2 separate regions of the Hordeum vulgare genome follow, and region 2 is linked to region 1. Evidence: chromatin contacts called from public Hi-C data. All regions are on one chromosome and are shown on one strand. The core of a region is the stretch at or near the end of the contact, and the rest is flanking DNA. Distances in the headings are between cores, read along the strand shown. Region 1 has its middle 93 kb from the start of LOC123405567. Region 2 holds the start of LOC123400994 (protein indeterminate-domain 5, chloroplastic-like).

The links. A called contact is a pair of places that touch in the nucleus more often than the background predicts.
Region 2: a Hi-C map of leaf shows a contact between it and region 1, with 4 times the contacts expected there. The contact joins the promoter of LOC123400994 here to the enhancer-like site in region 1. A contact is called at or near these places in 1 of 6 Hi-C or Micro-C datasets (leaf) and 1 of 1 datasets of contacts at active chromatin or transcription factors (embryo).

What each region holds. Positions count from the first base shown.
Region 1 is chr6H:431,175,578-431,178,108 of MorexV3_pseudomolecules_assembly, reverse strand. No RefSeq gene overlaps it. Among protein-coding and RNA genes, the nearest start is that of LOC123405567, 93 kb to the left of the region's middle. Within about 2 kb of position 1,273, at least 2 of the 3 cell types and tissues checked have open chromatin away from gene starts, as enhancers often do.
Region 2 is chr6H:431,715,519-431,718,049 of MorexV3_pseudomolecules_assembly, reverse strand. It overlaps LOC123400994 (protein indeterminate-domain 5, chloroplastic-like), which reads right to left and starts at 1,266. Exons shown (of 5, transcript XM_045094712.1): 1 at 1,076-1,266; 2 at 797-854; 3 at 367-679. The coding sequence starts at 565.

The DNA of each region.
Region 1 (2,531 bases), core at 24-2,523:
CACTTAGGCGGCGTTCGGATTCCCTCCGCTCCGCGACTCCGCGCCGGAGCGGAGTGGAGTCCAGTTAAATTTTTTAGAGCTGGTCCAAGGCCGCTCCGCTGGCTCCACGGAGCGGAGCATTGCCGAACAGTGCCTTAAACTATATGTATACTTAATTAATGCCAATTAGCAATGTACTCCCTTTTTTCTTAAGTAGAATTATATACAGATTTATATAGATATATTTTAAAGTATATATTTATTTATTTTATTTCGTATGTAGTCAATAAAATCTCTAAAAATACTTATAGGTACGTATGTGCACTTTATCTCCATCAACCACATGCATGTGACCGGACATACAGAAATAAAATGAAAGACATAGTTGTGAAATTAAAAATTAAAGGGATGATTTGGTAGTGTCCGCGGATGCGTGCATTTGAGGGGGCCGGATTTTTCGGTTGGGGATTGTAGATGCTCTTAGCTTACCTTTTGTAATTTACTCATTTGTCTTGGTGAGAGCAAAATCCACCGTAGATGAATTGCGTGACACTTAAACAATATGTATACTTAATTAATGCCGATTAGCAATGTACTCCCTTTGTTCTTAAATAGAATTACATACAGATGTATATAGATATATTTTAAAGTATATATTTATTTATTTTATTTCGTATGTCGTTAATAAAATCTCTAAAAATACTTATAAGTACGTAGGTGCACTTTTCCGTGGAATCTAGAGGCACACTCAGAGTACTAGACTAGCATCTCAGCAGGGAAGTCACATGCATGTGTGCTGTAGTTCGTAGCGACCCGATTGGGTGATCGTAAACTAATACCCGCGAGCTCGATCAGCCAGCTTTTCCCTTTCATTTGCCCTCTGCACTGGCCGCCTTGCCGCTACAGTGGCATGACAGGCGCGCGCACGTCGCTGGAGCAGACCGATCAGTCCGTCGTGCTCCGTCGTGCCCCCCCGAGAGGCCCCGGGCGGCCTCGCGGGCACGCGCGACAACCATGTCACGCCACATCCGCTGGGTTTGTCCCTCCGCCGTTGCGGAGTCAGCCTCGCATGCATTCGGACGCGGGGCCAGGTGGCGTACGCCAGCGATCGATGCCAAAAGCGCCGTCGCAACAAGCACGTCGCGTCGCCGGCGCCACTGTGCCGCTCCCGTCTTTCGGGCGCCGGCAGGCTGCCCGCGGCCGCGCCAGCCTTGGCGCGTGGTGGGCACCGTTCGCTCAGTTTGGTTCGGCAGGCGCGTACGTGTAACAGTTAACTGGTCGACCGTCGTCGGAGAGCGCTCAGGCGAGATCGACATGGACGCGCTGGATCGTAGGACGCCTCGGCCTCGCAGCCGGGGACCGGTCGAAAATCGGAGCACTGGGGCAGCATGTTGCATGCATATGTTTAAAAGCTGTTGCCTATGGCATGCACTGATCGGCCGTCCTGTGCCTGCACACCCGTGTGTACAGGGGGGAAGCGGGTGGGCTCGTGAATCACACTGTCGTGGATTAAAGTTACACCTCAATAACAAGCAAGATATGTGGGTGTGGTGCACTTTTGGGGTAAGTTCGTACTACCATGTACTTCCCGAAACTCTGGTTTCGACAGCAAATGAATTAGTCAGGGGGGTTTCGCTTATGATTTCATGAGTCAATTGTTAGTGCTGGGTGAGACAGAGATTAGATTAGCCTTCTTCCCAATTATCATATCAAAGGAAAGATATATGGCGTTCTTCCCCGACCACACATCCGGTCTCTTTGCACAACATATGATCTACCTCCAATTCAAAAAGATATTTTATGCCCACATACTCCTCTTGGCTAGATTTGGAATCATATCCATGGAATGGTCCATAGATGAACCCGACACTTAGCCCAGCAGGACGGGCCACGCGATCTTAATTTTACTGGAGTACGTGCCAGCCAGCGTCTGAAGTCTGAATGCAAGCAGAAGATAACCTCCCTTCTGATGCGCAATCTCTCCGACTCACGGGGGGTCGAGACTCGAGAGACAGATGAATCCAAAGCCTGGCAAATCATAAGCCAGGCCGGTCCTAACGAGAAAAACACAGAGGGACACATGCATGCTCGCCCGCGCGAATCATTTACACCCTATGCATAAAGCGTCCAACCGTCACTGCGCGCAGATACGCGCACGACAAGACGCTATAGACACGTGACGTGCGTCCTTTTACCCGGCTATCCATCTCTCTCAGCATTCATGCATGCACGCAGCAACCGGCCGGCAGCAGAGCAGATGTACATGCCGATGCATGCATGCGAAATCTTGGGTTGAAATGGATAGCTCACCAAGTGGTAAAATTCGATGTATTGAACTTTTTCGAAAAGTTATGCCGGATTTGAATCCAGCTGAATTTTTTTTCCTCATCTCAGCCTTTTGCTACCTCCAGAGCCCTTGGTGATAGGGTATAACAACCTACCGCCGAGGCCCTTGCCGGTAGAAAAATGACCTACCGCCAGACTCATGTGACCCTGCCGCCAAGGGGTCTGACAATAGACACTCGCGCGCACTGTGTTCGTAACTTACAAAT
Region 2 (2,531 bases), core at 17-2,516, 540 kb before region 1:
TTCATTGGACAAGAGGGGGCCGGAGAGAGAAGTGGGAACTGAAGAACATATGAGACTATTTTCGTTCTATATAAATCCAGTGAAACAAATCTTGGACTCTAACGCAGCTCCTATTTATGAAGACACCTCTTTTGTTGTGAATCAAAATTTCGAAATCAAGAAACAAGGGCCAGATAAAGTAAGATCGACATAAGGAGAAACCATAAGCCAATGAGAGAGTTGCCGTTCTCGCATCTAAGATCTCCCAGAGGGGAACTCCTAGCACAACGATCTAAAAGAAACTCTTAGCAGATCCAAGCAAGGTCAGATAGAAGATGTTAGGCATGCCATGAATGGAATTGCAGGAAGGGCACTCTCTTCTCATACCTGGCATGGTTCTCTTCTTCTTCACCGGTGGCGCCTCCGCGGCGGCCTGGTCTGGCCCCGTCGTCAACAACGCGCTGGGCGGCGCGATGACATGCTGCCGTTGTTGCTGGGCGAGCAGTGGCTTCATCTGCTCCTGCTGGTGCCCTTCCCTAATCCCAAAGAGCGCCGCGACGGCCGCCGCTGATGAATTGGATGCCATCGCCGCTCAGATTCACCCTTTCAGCTACTCACCAGCAACAGGGAAATCTTTAACTTTGGGTAGCCCGGTGTTGGAACTGGCAAATTTCCCCTCACTTCAAGAAAAAAAGCAGCGCTTTCCATGAGAGACATGCCAAGAACAAGGTCAGGAAACGTGCAAAGAAGAGGCCTGAAAGTTCTTTCTCAGACTAGGAGGAAAACACCAAAGAGAAAGAGATAGAGAAGGCGATACCTTTCTCATATGTGTGTGTCTTTGCCCGGAGTCGATCTGAAGCTTGGACAAGAAGAGGCTGGGGGCGAAAGAAAAACTCCAAAGGGTTAGGGCTCAATCGCGGAACCAAGATGAACAAACGAACAAACCCACGCAGTGAAATCCAAGCCAGCAGTTGCACTCAGAAACAAGCAACAGGCTAGAGCGCGCGGGAGAACAAATCGAAGCTCGCAAACACCCAAACCCAACCCACACGCGTACGCAGAGAAAAACGAGGGCTTTGTTTCTTCCCCGCCATACCTCTCTGTCTCCCTGGCTCTTATCTATCCCTTGCGCTGCTGCTGCTGCTGCTGCATGCTAGCGGGCGGCTACTAGTCTTCTCCTTGCTTGCTCTCGAGACAAGAGGGGGAGAAGAAGAGGAGACGAGGAGGAGGAGGGTGAGGGTGAGGGTATGGAGGAGGCTAATAAGAAGGTTGCTGTCTGATTCCTTTCCTTCATATCGTTGTCATGCTTTTCCCTATCGCCTTTTGCCCCCTCCTTTCCACACCGCCTACTGTACGCTCCTCTGCTACGTTACTACGTACGCCTGCAGCTCTCTTTTCACGGGCGGCATACGAGTATACTGGTGGTATATACGTACCATTACATTGAATGTACTGGTGTAAATTGAGTTTGTAATTGCATGTACAGCTCAGAGAAATTAAGGGAGTGAGTAGTAGAGTACATCAGCACAGTCGATGGAGTGGAGCAAAGCTAGCGTCGTCGAGCGGCTGTGGGGGTGTGGACCGGCAGGGGGTCCACCGGCTGTGTGCCCCGCGGTCACGCACACGGGTCGTGAAGCGGCTGAGGATTTGGGTCCACCGACACTAGCCGACGTAGGCCGACGCACCACGCACACGGGCGTTGGATTTATGTATGCATCACAGCTTGTTCACGTCTGGATCGATATGTGCAACGCTAACTCTACGCATCTTTATCACGCCTGCATGCATCTCAACCAACGGTTCAACGATGGCCAGAGACTAATCAAGGACAACGGCACGGCTGTAAGAGCTGCATGTCCGTGCACCATCGATTTACTGCTATTTTTGACGTATTCATCACTATGTACCTACATCAGTAACAGAGTACAAGTACTGACAGCTAGCAAAAATTGAGCCTCACCCTCCTCCTCCTCAATCTGGCCTTGGATGGACACTACCAGAACTGAGCCCGGTGGTTAAAATGCCCCACGGGTACTTTAACCAGAAATGTCACGAGTGCGCCTAGCTACCTGCGCCGAGTATCATTGGGCTTAGCCATAGGCAGGTCCAAGCAGTCGCACTGCTATGCATGCATGTCTTTTCTCTCGCACGGACATAGATTTGGACCAAATTTGGCTTCTCCACACCCCACAGGTAGGCACGTACGAAGCCGTGAGTTTCGGGCGGTGCCATGCAATGCAGGCGTAGGTACGTACGGGGCTTGATCGGTGGGAGACCTTCGTCCGTATCGAACTCATACGTCTCGGTGTGACTGCATGTACATATCGATCTCTCTATCCCCAGGCGTCGCTTCGTCGCCGATCGCGGCGTATGCCGTCATGCCTTCAACCCCCGTTGAAAAATTGTGTGCACTTCCGCTCGGCTGTCGTCGTTGATGGAGCTCCACGAAGTTCACATGCGCTAGCTCATTCCGTACTCTAACTCCTCTAAAGCCGTGCAAACACAGAGAATGGGCTGGCCATGGAAAACCAACGTTTTTTTTCTCTTCAAAC